Linked DNA regions of Mus musculus: region 2 is linked to region 1. The links are chromatin contacts, called in public promoter capture Hi-C maps. All regions are on one chromosome and are shown on one strand. Each heading gives the region's core, a stretch centred on a gene start, on an enhancer-like site or on the middle of the called end of the contact. The rest is flanking DNA. Distances are from core to core; before and after follow the strand shown.

The links. Promoter capture Hi-C pulls out the DNA fragments that hold promoters and counts their contacts.
Region 2: a promoter capture Hi-C map of erythroid cells shows a contact between it and region 1, with 3 times the contacts expected there. The contact joins the promoter of Snd1 here to the promoter of Tspan33 in region 1. A contact is called at or near these places in 2 of 39 promoter capture datasets (erythroid cells and pre-B cells).

What each region holds. Positions count from the first base shown.
Region 1 is chr6:29,691,258-29,698,834 of GRCm38.p6, forward strand. Tspan33 (tetraspanin 33) reads left to right here and starts at 2,957. Exons shown (of 8, transcript NM_146173.3): 1 at 2,957-3,287. The coding sequence starts at 3,186.
Region 2 is chr6:28,476,993-28,484,569 of GRCm38.p6, forward strand. It overlaps Snd1 (staphylococcal nuclease and tudor domain containing 1), which reads left to right and starts at 3,356. Exons shown (of 24, transcript NM_019776.2): 1 at 3,356-3,650. The coding sequence starts at 3,573.

The DNA of each region.
Region 1 (7,577 bases), core at 1,707-4,206:
ATCTCTGATAGAGAGGCACTCAAAGCATTTGCTAATGTCTGAAAATGGGAACCTAACCTTAGTACACTATGTACTTCTCTTTGGTCATTGTTGTTGTTGTTGGTTTTGGTTTTTGAGACAGGGTTTCTTTGTGCAGTCCTGACTATCCTAGAACAGACCAGGCTGGCCTCAAACTCGGGTATCTGCTTGCCTCTGTCCCCTCTACCCGAAAGTGCTGGGATTAAAGGTGTGTCCCACCACTGCCTGGCTCCTTGCACTTCTTACCCTCAAACAGATTCTGCTGTCCAGGACGGTTTGCAGAGGGTCTGTAGTCCCAGCTTCTTGATCAGCTGAGGCAACAGGCTGATTACCTGAGTCCAGGTGTTTGAGAGCAGCCTGCGCAACAGCGAGCCCTCATCTCAGAGGAAGAGGCAGGGCTGTGGATGAGGTCACTGGGAGAGCACTTGCCTCACATCCTTCACCCCAGCACTCAGGAGGGAGAGACAGGTAGATCTCTGAATCTGAAGCCAGTCTTACCTACATATAGAGTTTCAGGACACCTAGAGCTGCACAGTAAGACCTCAACTTAAGAAACAAACAAACAGGGCTGGTGAGATGGCTCAGCAGGTAAGAGCACTGACTGCTCTTCTGAAGGTCCGGAGTTCAAATCCCAGCAACCACATGGTGGCTCACAACCATCCCTAACAAGATCTGACTCCCTCTTCTGGAGTGTCGGAAGACAGCTACAGTGTACTTACATATAATAAATAAATCTTTAAAAAAAGAAACAAACAAACAAACTCCACGATCCTCTCCTCTATCCATGCTGGGGTTTTAGTTAGCTTGATCTAAACAGCTCTTGTGCATAAGGTCTCAGCCACTGTAAGTTCCTATGTGCAACAACAGCCTTGTCATATCCAGCAAATACTCTCATTCTTACCCCCCCCCCATTTCTTCCTTGGTGATATCTGAGCCTTGTGGTGAGAAGGGATATTGTAATGTAGCCATCCCATTTACAGCTGAGCCTTCCACATCTCTTATTCCCCGTATGCTGGTGGGTTGTGGGCCTCTATTAATCTCCATCGACTGCAAAAAGAAACTTCTTTGATGAGGGTTAAGAGATGCACTGACCTATGGATATAAAGATAAAAACCTTAGGAAGCTGTCTAACACTATGACCATTTAGCAGAATAATAGCACTAGGATTTTTTAAATTTTCTTTTCTCCTTCTCCTTCTCCTTCTCCTTCTCCTTCTCCTTCTCCTTCTCCTTCTCCTTCTCCTTCTCCTTCTGGTTTGATAGGATCTCATTGTGTGCCCCTGGCTGATTTAGAACTCAAATGTAGACCAGGTTTACCTCGAACTCCCAGAGATTCATCTGCCCCTTCCTCCTAAGTGCTGCCATTAAACTTTCTCCAGCCTCTTTCCAACTCTCTCTGAAAACAGCGATCTTACCCCATTTCCTTCTCTAAAACTCTTATTTCCAAATCAATTCAACACAAACTCAGTAATCTGATCTCAAGTCCTTCTACAGCCTCCATTCAGTTGAACACATACTGCATTCTCAGGCACCGCTGCACCAAGCCGGGAAAAGTGATAGGCTTAGTTTCCACACAACACGCGGTTTGCTTTTATCTGTCCAAGCTTCGACACACCTTTTTGTGTCCACCTGGATTTCACGTCCCCACTGTCTCTAAAATCTCATCCTCCTCGTTTCTCCCGCCATGACACCTTCTGGTGCTCAACTTCTTCCAATTACATAATAGTTATTCATGCAGTTATTGTATTTCCACACTGGATTTTGAATCCTATTGAAACAAAATACCAGGGCTAGAGATATGGCTCAGTTATTAAGAGCACTTGTTGCTCTTACAGAGGACCAAAGTTCAGTTCCCAGCACTGACTTAAGGAGCTCACAAATCCCGGTAACTCCAGTTCCTGGGGATCTGACATCCTTTTCTGGCTTCCATCAGCACCTGTGTGCACAGTGGTACACACACACACACACACACACACACACACACTCACACACACACACATTTTAAAAGAATCTTTTAAAGGAGTGAAAGTACCACATTTTAGTGAGCCCCCTTATCAGCCATCTCCGTGTAAGTCATTTGCATGCACTAACAGATTCTTATTTGATCAATGCCTTACGCTGCAGTTTTCCCACTCAACGTTACAAAAAGTGTAGCTTGGGGAATCACGCTATTGATGGCAAAATCAGACTCCTCCCCAGGTTAAAATCGTACTTGTGTAGCTAGTACAATGTACACCACATTGTACTTGGGAGTCAATCTGTGCATATCCTATTAACATGCCAAACACAAAACAAAACAAAATTAAAAACAAAAAACCGGTGTCTCCACGTAAACAAACGTTCTGAGAGGGTTTGGATAGAGAGGTTGGACGGTAATGAGAGAAAAGGATGGTTTGAGAATTCCACTGTTAGGTTATGAGGCTTTTAAAACGAGCATTTAAAGTATTTGATTGCTAAGCAGGGGTATTTATTCTTCTCTTTCTGGTTGTTAGTACCTGTCATTTGTCACTCTGATTTTATTGTCTTGATCCCTGAGGATCAACCTTCTTTTCTATTCCCACAGCGTTTAACGAATTGCTCAACACACAAAGTGCGTACTTGTTGATTTTAACGTACGTGTGTTTGCGTGCGTGCACAGCAACTGGGCAGAGGACGTGGGTGTGGGATGCAGGAAACATTCCTTTTCCTCATTCTTTTTCCCTTAAGCAGCTGCAGCCTGCAGGCTTTCCGTCTAGGCGGGCAGAAGCAGAACCACTGACCCTTTAGCAAGTTGTCCCTCACAGAACAGGTGTCTCCCCCGCCTCTCGGAGGAGAGGGATGGCTGGCTGCTTAGTGACATGGGCCGCCGACCAATGAGAAGTCAGCCTCGGGCAGCCTCACCAATGGCCGTCCGGGGGGCGGGCCCGGTTTCCTGAGAGCCGGGCGGGCCAAGCTGGTCTGCGGCCGCGGTGGAGTCTCCGCTGCTCACGCTGCCCGCCGCGGCTTCAGCGGCGGCGCCGTTCCCTGGCCGCGCGGCTCCCCGACGCACGGTTCGGGCGGCTCCCGGCGCGGCGCGGCTGCCCCGGCGTTCGGGTCCCCGTGGCCCCGCGGCTCCCGCCCCGGGCTGCAGGGCGCACAGGTGGGCCGGTGGCCGCTGGGAGATAGGCCCCCCGGGGGCAGCGGCGGACCATGGCGCGGAGACCTGGCGTGCCGGCTGCCTACGGGGACGAGTTCTCCTTCGTCAGCCCGCTGGTGAAATACCTGCTCTTCTTCTTCAACATGCTCTTCTGGGTGAGATTCGGGGGGTCAGGGGGCACCCGGACTCTCGGGCATCTCTGGAGCGCCGAGGGGGCTGCCTGAGGCTGGGAGGTTTGGCCTGGGCTGCCCGGTGCCCAGGAGCGTGTCGAGTGGTGCTTCGTAGTTTTCTGAGCTGGTGACACTTGGGGGCATTTCTCCGGGGGAGGAAAACCACAGTGGCGCCGTGTCAAAAGGGGACGTTAAGAGGTGGGCAATCATCCTTGCTGCCAGGGATGAAGCTTTAGCAGGGATGAGGATCTGTGTCAGGCCATGAAATAAAAAGGGTTTGGGGAAAGAAAGAGCTGGCTGGACAGCCCCATGGGCATATTTCATGGTTAGGGACTTTCAGGCCTGGGGGCTGGAAGGCCCGACTGGCCATACGGGGCGCGGGGCGGGGGTGGAGGGAGAGAGAAGGAAGAGAAACCCCAAGCCTTCCTTCGCCCCAGTTCCTCAGGGGCTTGTGTCAAGGGACTATATCTGTCCCTTTTGCAGGCCTCGGGTGTCTGCTCCTGTCAGGGCTGAAAAGGGTTAAGAATGGTCTCCAGGTCCGATGTGTACCCCAGCATGGCCCTAAACTTTGCCCTACCTTCTTCAAGACCAGCTTCTCTACTTGGAGCTGACAGGCTTCAGATGATTCAAATAGGATTTTGTTGTTGTTGTTGTTGTTGTTGTTGGGCTGGAAGCTATGGCTCCTTTCAGAATCTTTTGTTTGGGGTGGAAAAGTGTAAACAATATTAACCCCGAGCTCCTGACACCTGGATTTCCGTCCCCTCTCTACCATCCTTATTGATTTGACTGATCTGGGTAAATATGTTCAAGTCCACAGGCCTGCCCTTCCTCCCAGCAAAAATCTAATGCAGTGTATTGGGGGATGGCAGGAGAGGGCTGAGAATTCAGGGGGAGGGGGAGCCCATTAGAGAATGCTAGCTGAGTCCTGTTTCATAGCCAGAGAGTGCGTGGGCCCCTCTGGATTTGATAACAAGGGGAAGTCCTTCCCCATCTCTCCATTCTTCTGCCAGCTTCTACTGCACCAAAGCTGCAGCCCAGAAGCCTATCATCTTTGCCTCTTTCAGCCTGAGACCAATAGTTCAGATTTGCCAGAGGGAATAATAGTGGGCCTGAACGGCCTCCTGGGAAAAGGCAGATCCAAGGCCACTGCTGGAAAGGTTTCACAGGGGCCCTGGTGTGAAGCACAGGCACAGGGTACATAAGTGCCAGCCTATTGGGACAAATGAGAGACATCCCAGAGGGTGGTGATGACGCTCACTCTCAGCCATTGTACTCTTGGGAAGATTGAAGTTTTGGGCTTCTGTCACAGTCTCGGTTTTGGAACTAGAAAATCCAGCAGTTGCTGAACTTCCACGGTTTTATACAGGAGAAAGTTAAATCGCAACAACAGTCAGGATTTTCACCCGTGGCACCAGCTGGTTAGCAGGCTTGGGCTGGTGATTTTCAATTGAGCCAGCATGTGTGTAGGGAAAGCCCGGGACTTGGATGGCTGCTACTGTGGCTGGGGTAACCAGTCAACCCAAGTTCTCTTGGCCTTACTTCTGCTTCCCTGGGAGATTTGAAAACAGCAAAAGCCCTCTCCACCACCCTGCAGGGCTGAGGGAATGTACTAAGGGGAACTCACCACAAAGGGGCAGGCACTAGTGAAACCACCTTCAGTGGGGCCTCACATGGGCTTCCCGGCCGAGGCCTTGCTCCTTTGGAGCCTCACTCTTACCTGCCCTCCTCAATGCCGGCAGCCAGTGCCTCTGTCACTCGTGTTCACGATCTCACAATCGCTTTCTTGGATTGTTTGCTTCCACCCTATGCCCTTTTATCAAACAAATAACTTTGGGAGGTTCACAGTCTGGAAGAGAGCCAAGCTCATAGGCCCATTTACCTTGGTGAAGAATGTAAACTATATAAATAAAATAATAATAATAAAACATCTTAAAGATGTAACCACAAACGCCTCATGAAGGCCTTTTGGCATCTGCACACATGGGTGACAAAATGCTCTCTCACCTGCTTGGAAAGCACTTGGATAAGCATGGTCCCGCCTAAAACCTAAAATAAGATAAAATAAAAAATGCTTTGTTTGAAATCAGAAGCTAGACATGTTGGTACTACCCCCAAATTAGAGCAGAACCCCCATTTTGAACCTACTACAGATGCAAAAATGTTGGTGGGTCTAGAAATAGTGTCTGGAAGGACAAGAGGCCCAGTTTCTTTCTGGCACCCACTTACTGTGTGACGCCAAGCCAACATATCCGACTCTCTGTCCTTAATCTTTTTCCTCTAAAGGAGGAATTTGTCTATTTCTGTGAACTATTTATAGATGAATAAATCACTTTGGGAACTGTTTTCTCTCTCTAAGACCTAAAGGATCTAAGCATGAGTCTCTCTGTCTTGGTCCCTGGGACGCTGGCCTCCCTAAGGGATGGTGAAAAGATGGTACTGTTTAGGCAATACTGCTTGTCACTTCTCTCCTAAGCCCAGAGCTCCAGTTTTATTCTACACACGTGCAGCTATCAATACAGGGCCACTTCTCCAGCTCAGAGCTCCTCTCTGTTCCCATCCACTTTAGGGACTGGTGACCATGTGATGTCCCTTGTAGGCTTCCAGTGTCCTAATCAAATAAATTTCCCCTTTCTGCTTGGAAAGCACCCATGGCTGGGACAGTTGGACCACTTTGCAGGCAGAGTGCATGTCTGGCCTGCTCCTGGGGAGCTATGTAGGGGTAGACTTTGTATCTGTGCCTGAAACATGTTAGGAAGGTAGCCAGCATCTTCTGGGCTCACACTTGGGGATGGCAGCAGGGGCCCTGACCCCCCAGGTGTCTGGGATCTGCTTCAGAAGCTGGTGCCTCCCTTGGAATCAGAACCAATCCTTCCTGTTCATGTTTCAAATCTCATTTCCTCTTTGGCATGGAAGCTCTGGTTTTCTCCCCAGAATCAGGTTGCTGGGCCACTGGTCATTGAGTTTCCATAGTCTGAAAGTAACTGCTCCAAGATCCTAGAAGTTGTATTTAAACTCTTTAGAAGTAACTGCCTCCTTCCCTCCCTCCCTCCCTCCCTCCCTCCCTCTCTTGGTCACCTCTGTACTGTGTGAACACACTGATATGGGAAACAGTGTCCTAGGCGGGGGCACATGTTGGCGGGAGTATTATCAGTGCTACCCTGCTTCTCTCTTGCTGGTCCTTTATCCACTCTGAGCAGCAGGTGGGGTGCTTTCATTCCCTGTACTGCAGTCACATGCACCTAGACCCCGGCCTCCTGACTGTGGAGACTGCCTAATTTGACTCTGGATTCTTACTACCAGAGGCAGGAGTGAATGCTGAATGGATGTTTGTTGCCTGAGAGAGCAAAGCTTCTTGGGGGAAGCCCATGTCTTTTCTCACTCTTCTCCCTCATAGACTTACTCTGTGAGAACACAGCCCAGCCTTGCCTGCCTGAGCACTCATAGTGGTGAGGTACCCAACTGTGTCTTCCTCTACCTGACACCTTTCATCCTCCAGCCAGGTCAGAAAAATGAATGACAGCTGTCCTCTTGAGTAGCTCCCCAGTGCCTCATGTGATTGCCACCCTCCACATCGCCTTTCTCCTGTTGTCTGTGACACATGTGGATCCCATCTGGGCCTTCCCTAGGCCAGTCTCAGCCACTGGTGAGGAGTGTCTTTTACACTTCAGACCACACTCAATAGAATCATAGTTGTGCTGAGAGTGTTGACCTAATACTACTGTGTTACAAAATGCCATTTTGTACTTTACTATGGGGCAGCATGGCCATTACACGGCCTAGAGAAGCCGTAGGAGATCTGTTAACTTTGGACTCCTCGTCATATGATGATGCACGCCCTTTGAAAACACCTTTGCAATAAATGTCCTAGTTTGGATGAAGAAGCAGCAGTCATTGCAGTCCCCATCCTGACCCATTTATGGATGTCCTCCAGCACTGAGACTCATCCCAGAACACCTGGAGCACTCTCCTGTAACTGCTCAGAAGCCAGGCGGGAGTGACCAGACCTGACAAAGTCCTGCAAAGTCCTTCCATCTCTCCTGATCTGTGCTCTCCTGAAGGCTGTGTCACCCACCTCCTCTTCCCCCTGCACTCCTCCACCCACAGGCTACACAGGCTTCAGTAAATGAAACAATCAGAGTCTTGGTTTTGTTTTTTGTTTGTTTTTGTTTTGATTTGTCTTTTGAGACAGGCTGGGCTCAAACTCATTATGTAGCCAAGTCTGGTCTTGAATTTCTGATACTCTTACTTCTAACTCCTGAGTGCTGAAGTTTCAGA
Region 2 (7,577 bases), core at 2,106-4,605, 1.2 Mb before region 1:
GGTGGAGGTGGCGCATGTCTTTAATCCCAGTACTTGGGAGGCAGAGGCAGGCGGATTTCTGAGTTGGAGGCCAGCCTAGTCTACAGAGTAAAACAGGGCTACAGGCTACACAGAGAAACCCTTTCTCAAAAAACAAAAACAAAAACTCTTGGGAGAGCTGGCCCTGGGGTCGTGAGAGCTGGTTAACTGGCCTGGCTCCTTGCCTACTGCAGCATCCTTGCATCTTGTTTGGCCAACGAAGTAGAGTTGGCCCATATGACAGAAGGTAATGGTGAACCAGCCCTGAGGCTGTGAGAGCAGCAGCCCTTCACGGGATACAGCTTTTGGGAGAGTGGGCCCCCAGTCTTGGGCAGCGAGGTGGAGCTGGCTCTGCAGGCACCGGTGCTGGTGAGCAGGCTCTGAGGGTATGAGAGCAGGAGTGCTGCCCCTGCCTCCTGCTGACGGTGGCATTAAGTGGCCTAGCCAGAGCAGTGCTAGAGAGCTTGCCCTGGTGACTCAGATAAGGGAGAGCTGGTGTGTTGACCAGATTTGCTACCATCCAGGCCCAGATCCAGGGCTCTGAGATGGCCCACCCCCAAAATCTATATCATCTGGGAAGGGTTGGGACTCATAAAAGGGCCAATCCCACTGAAAGTTGCAGAATCTCCATGACACAGAGCAACAACAGGATAGCTGGGAGGAGTCCCCATGAAGATCCAACAATGATGGTGTCACAGAAGCCTCAGATCTTGAACCAGACAAATGGCTACTGTAATGAACACTTGCAAGTGAAGTTTATGTGGACAAAGGGATATACTGTGGGACACACTGTTCTCTCAGCTTCCAGGACGAGATGTTTTCTATACTTGGTTGTTTGTTTGTGTGTCTTTTATTTTGGATGGCTGCAGGGGCAAAGGGTGGATATGAGGGGACAGGGAGATGAGCAGGCCTGGGGTGCATGATATGAAACTCACAAAGAATCAATAAAAAGTTAACAAAAGAAAAAAAAGGTTCTGGTAACAGACAGCAAGATTAAAACTTAATCACCTAGCTTGATAGTGTGTGATACAATAGTTACCAGTCATGTGTATTAAATTAATTAAAGTTAATATTAAAAACTCCCTTCCTTAATTGCACGTGCAATACTGCAAGTTCTCATTAGCTACAGCTGGCTGGTGCCTCCCATGTTGGATAGGGCAGGAAGAGAACATTGCATCACTGCAGAAAGATCTAGACAATACTGAGCAAGCCTTTCCCTATAAGTCAATATACACTAAAACTACAAAAGAGGAGCACAAGTAGCTGAAAAGTAGTTCGGGGCCAGGTATGCTCTGCTAAGGAGCTGAAGTCTGGCCTGATGTTGAGGGACTGGCATGATTAGAAAGTGCCTTATGGTAAGAACAGCGGACTAGTGGTCTGGAGGACCGAAATGGGAGACAGCTGAACAGTGGACACAGAAGGCTCTTGCACAGCAGTGTCCACTGCATTCCCCCCCCCCCCCCCATGGGAAGCTTGTTAGAGAATTAAACATCTTTGTCTAGGTTATGGATTCTATAGACTTGGCAGAGGATGAGGTAGGTTTGTCTACCAGAGAAGCAGGTAGAGGCCTAAGATAAGATTATTTATGGTAGACAGTTGAGTTCATATCTTGACTCTGTCCCTTAAGATACTGACCTAGCACTGCTCACTAGATTTTTTTTCAAACTACATTTTTTATGTATATGTTATATATATCTGTGTGTGTATGCAAGCATCACATGTCACAGTTTGCCTGAGAGGTCAGAGGATAGCTTGCAGGACTTGGTTTTCTTCCTCCACCATGTGGGTCCCAGGGACTGAACTCGGGTTATCTACCTTGCAATGCAATCAACTTTACCTGTTGGAGCCCTTTGAGATTCCTATTCACTTAAAAATAAACAGACAGAAAACAAAACATCAATGCTCTCCTTTGAAGAAACAGATCATATGGACTTTGTAGGCTTGTCTTAAGGACTAACATATTCTTCAGGGAAAAAGTATTTAACAGGCAGTGTATACTGTGCATGTTCATGCTCCACGTAATTTGGTTGTTAGGACTGACTAGTAGGATCAATGGTTGTGTAGAAATAGAAAATTAGTACAAGCAAAAGAGAATTAACTGGCTGAGTAGGGGGGAAAGGACAGTAACTATGATCAGAAAATGAGATGTTTGGAATTAGTTTCAACTGCTTCAACTATCCTGGAGAGAGTGGCTACACTGTTGCAAAGGTCAAATTCACTAAAGATGAGGTCTTAGAGCTGAGCTACCAGTGTACTGGGCAACCCCTCAAAATTGTTTTATATATGTGTGTGTGTGTGTGTGTATCTATCTATAAAGATCCGTTTTCTCTTTTGAATAGGGTGAATTCGTGGTACAGACTTGGCTTTGGAGCTATAGGAAGATGCTGACCCCAAAACTTGACCCTGATTTGAGACATGCGTGACTACTCAAACTTCTTAAAACAGGCTATAGTGGAAGTAGTGTCTTTAGCGTAGGTCCAGGTTTTATTATTAAATAATACATACAAGAACCTGTGCTCTAAAACGGGGCACTCCAAGACCATAAATTCTCCCTGAATATCCACTTGAATATGGCTTTCCTGATCCACCTCGAGCTGAGATTAGCAGTGAGTTAGGACTGTCTCCCGCTCAGCCCTGGGATGGCAAATCCCAAGGTTTTTCCTAACCTCAGTTGGAGCAGGAGGGAAGGAGCCGAAAAACGAGGCTATTCTCAGTGTGCAGGACGAGTCATCCTCTAAGAGATGCTTATTGCTTCCATCAACAAACATGAGCGGAACTCACAAGCACTAAACCCCAGTGATACTCCGGACCACCGGGAGATTCGCGGCCACATTCCGGGTCAAGACTAACATCAGCAGGTTACCCAATGGCGGCGACTTTCAAAAGTTTCCTCTGCTTTGCGGAGGTGAAACGTCAGAACTCTGAGAGCAGTAAGGTTCCTTTGGGACGGCCCCAGGCCCTTGTCGTCCAGTTCCGGTGTCCAGCTCCGTACACGTGGGCGCTTTGCCGCTTGAGGGGCGGGGCAGGAGCAGAACCTCCGCTGGAGGGCGAGGCCCGCCCCGCCTTCGGGGCTCCCATGGCTCCCCGCGCACCACTGCCAGATGCTGACGTGTCCTTTCCTTCCCACTACACCTCCCGACACCACCTTCTCAAGACTTCCCCGGAAGTCCCGCCTCAAAACCATCCCGTCACCGCAAATCAGCTCTTTCAGCGCTTCCTGGAGCTCCGCACCCGTTTTGGGACCAAAGGGCGGAGCTTCATAAAGAGAGTGCCTATTGGCTTGAGTTCCAGCGGGTTCTGGACGCTAATTGGCTAGAGGGCGGTGGCGCTCTGGCACGCTTGCGCGGCGAGTAGAACGTGTGGCGGCGGCGGAGATCGCGTCTCCTCTTTTGCTCCCAGTCCCGCTGGTGTTCTAGTGTGCGCCTGGCGCTTCTGTCCAGCCCACCGACGGTAGCCTGTCGCCTGCCTGCTCCTTGTCGCTGCAAGCGCCGACACCCACCCTGACACTTCCAGTCCGGCCGGCCGCCCCACTCGCTGCCTTTCCAGCTCCACACATGGCCTCCTCCGCGCAGAGCAGCGGCTCCTCCGGGGGACCCGCGGTCCCCACCGTGCAGCGGGGCATCGTCAAGATGGTGAGAGCGGGACCCTGGACCCGGACCCCTCTGCTGCTTTGGAGCAGGAGCCAGGCATTGACTTCCTTCTCTCCCGTCAGCCTGCATGGTCTCAGTTTGCTTTTCCTCTGCCCCTTCCTCACTCTCCACCTACTCTCCGAATCTTCACCAGGCAGAACCCGAGAACGAACTTATCTTGACTTTTGCCTCCCGGGCAACCTGTCCATGATTCGCTCGCTGTGATTTTCGTGGGTCGCGGCTTTCGGAGCCCCTACCTGTTTACCAGAAGCAGGTCTATTACCGGTTCATTAACGGAGATAGTTCACGGATAGTTACTCCCATCCCCCTCTTTCTGTCCATTTTGACATATGCCGATTAGTTCGCAGTTTCTCTAGATCCGGACATCTTTTCCTGGAACCCCGGGAGTGCTTGGCTGTCACGAAGCTTGTCTCTGTCCACTGACTCACTTATTCACCCAAAGTTTTCTCAACTCTTTCCCCCTTTTATCTCAATGTCTAGTTTCTAGGCCTGGAAGCTCCTGATTTTCGTGTATTTTTAAATTAAAAATTTAGCCTGGCAGGGATCTTATACTAAGTAGCATTTCTTCACTTCTTAAGGACAAGGAGCCTGTTTTTAAAGAGAGTAACTAACTTGCCTTAAGGGCACATGGCGGTTTGGAGTGGAGCCAATAATAAGAGTCCAGGTGTTCTGATTCCCTGTGTAGGGTTCTTATTATAGATCCTGCTCACTTACCTTTGCTTTCTTTATTCGGAATTTTGAATTCCATCACCTCCACTTCCACACTAATTTTGTAGCATAAGTTCTGTTCTATTTCTTATATTGTTTCTCCTTTTTTTCCTCCCACATCTTGAGGTCTGACATTTCTCGTTTGTTAACAGATTTTTCTGTTTAAGATGGCTGTGATCTTTTCGATTGCTTTTCATATTGTAACTCCAACGACTTTTCTCTCCAGAGTGGAAGACAGTTTCCCCAGAGAGCCAGTTTTTGAAACTTTTTTTGTTTTTGCTGTCCCTGTTGTCTTTCTCAGGATTAATATACTCTGCAGGGGGATCCGGGGAGATGGCTCAGTGGATACAGGTGCTTGCTGCTCAGTCCTGAGGACCCCGGTTCGCATCTTCACGGCACACATTAAAGCTGGACGTGGCTGTTCCACTGCCTGGAACCTTTGTGCTGCACGTGGCGCTGGTGGACCCTGGGCTTTTGCTGTTCCACCAGCCTAGCTAAAAATATCAGGCTTCGGGTGCATTGAGAGAGAGAGACCTTTTCTCAAGTGGGTGAAGAGCAGTAGAGGAAGGCACTGATATGGATGCTTTCCTGTGCTCCAGCATCTTTGGCCCTCTGCATGGGTGTTCAGGCACAGGTTCCCTATCAGGCACCCACATATGTGTGCACACATGGACACCCTTTTTAATTATTTAATGTGATCACACTGTCACTCTTTTCACACACACCAGAAGAGGGCATTGGATCCCATTACAGATGGTTGTGAGCCACCCTGTGGTTGCTGGGATTTGAACTCAGGACCTCTGGAAGAACAGTCTGTACTCTTAATGCTGAGCCATCTCCCCTGCTCCACATGCACACTCTTGAACATGAATATTCTGCCGCTTGTGTGTGAGGTTCTTGAGATATTCAATATTGCCCTTTTGCCTTTCTATTTATATCTAGACAGTCAGAATTCATTAGATTCAATGAGTAGGGAGTTTCCAGGGTCCGTGTTTTCTCTCTGAAATTTTGACTCTTGAAAGGATTTTCCTGAACTGCTTCCTCTTTCCTTGCCCTTTTCATTGGTACCAGTCTTCTCTTCATTATAGGAACAGAGTGTCACTTAGCTGTCTGGTGTGGTGTTACTGGCCTGCAGTAATTTTTTTTTTTTTTTTTAGTTTTCTTGCTAGGGCTTGACTTTTTCTTAAAGGTCTCTTTTGTAGGAAAGAGGCTATAGGAAGCCTCCAGGGTATCTGGGTTCTCTGAGGTGACTTCCTTTTCACGGATAACAATCCCCTGAGGAGACTGTATTATCAGCGGTCACTGTCACATTTTCAAGTGGGTTCTCTCTATATATTATCTCATCTAGAAAGTGATGTCTAAGCTGAGGTTTTGATAGGCTAACTTACCCAGACAGGTACCTTTTTATTAGTAAGAAGAAGTAGAGCTGAAACTTGAACCCAGGGCTGCCTGCCACCACACACACCAGTGTAAACCATGCTGTGAGGCCTCCGAGTCTATGACTCCGGGGTATGACTTTCTGGCATAAAGGGTGGGGCCAGTGATGCAAGACCACAAATTACAAGTGAAGCTGACTGTAATTGGGTTGAGAAAAGATTAGATGCTGTTCCATGACTTGTTGGTTGCTGCTGTCGTGGTTGTGTGACTTCATTTGGTGCTTATGGTTGCTATGTGCTTAGGGGTGTTTTGTTGTATGGTCTTTAAGAGTCAGTGATTTGAGCAGTCTGTAGCAGGCATGGACTGCCACATGACCTGACCACATTGCAGGGGTTGGGTGGGTGAGTTCCCGCAGCAGATTTGTGCCAGGCTTAGGAGCCTTGTCTGGAATGAAGAATTGACCAATGGCAGACTGCTCCCTGAAGCTCTTCCACTAAGCAAAGTTGTATTTTCCTGGAGAGTAGTCATTTCCAGTGGTATTTAGGAGCTGCTTTGTGAGAAATCTGCACAGGAGGGTGGAGCTTGTTTCCAGGAAAGAGAGCAAGAAGCAGGTTGATAAGTTAGAAAGCGGGTGCTGCTTTCTTTTGCCATTTGGAAGGGTGAAGAAATTGGAACACCGAATAAGCAAAGATGTGCTTTTGAGTGGAGCATTCATCTTACTGTGGACTGGGTTGATCTGAGGGTCAGAAATGGTTGAAGGTGGAGACTTTGCAGTGAGAAGGAATAGTTTTCTCTCTCCCTCTGACTCTCCTTCTCTCTCTCTCTCTGGTGTTGTGGGACTATAGTCTATCTCTTCTGGTCTCTGAGATCTAAGTTTAAAAGACTCTTTTAAACTAGCACTTAAAACAGTGACTGTTGAGCCAGTGGCTGTGTGCGCTGACTGGATTGGGGGAGAGTTTATTCTGGAGTATCCTTAAGGAGGAAGTGGACAATAAGTGACACAGTGTTTTAGACCAGTCGTGTTAATAAAAAATTCTCAGGTTGAGGGAAAAATGAACATAGATTTCTGTGTTTTGAGTTGGAATAAGATCAGCAAAGATGCAGGTGGGTAAGATACAGCTTGGGTAATTAAACATCTCTGTCAAATCAGATCTTTTTCTGGAAACCCCTGATACTCTCAACTCTGGTTTCCTTTGACTGCTTCACTGGATGTCCCTTTAGCCATGACAGAACGTTGTCTACTGTTGTTATAGAGGTGACGTTCTGTCACCCGATTTGGTGGCTGCCTAGAAAAGGCTTTTCTCTGGCTTTACTGACCAAGTTTCCTTTATGTATTGGGGATGGCACCTTCTGTGACTTTCCATTTTTCTATGAAATTTGGTATTTTGGGTATCTCCTGACAGGCTCACATGACAGCTTGGCTTTCACAACTATAGATGAGGCACATTCTTCAGCCTTCTGTGCCTGTTGCCAGCAGACACGGGCGTGGTTTACCTTATTGTGCTTTTGATGTGGAAGGCCTAAAGGTTGAATTGTCCCACACTTACTCCCTCTTAAGAGGAAAGAACCCTCTGTCAGTCTTCATGGTTTTATACATCAACTCTGTTTCTCAGTGTTGACTAAGACAAAGGGACACCTAAAAGGCAGAGTGACCATAGTTTAATATAGACATAGGAGTCATGCTGCTGATTTGTTGTAAGGAATAAATTTCCTCCCTGGTAGCTTTGTGGGACTTTCTTTGAAGTGTAAGCTGTAGGAGATTCGTCCTATAATTCAGTTTGTTATATGTAGGTATATTTTAGCCCTCTGAGCTAAGAGGGTGTT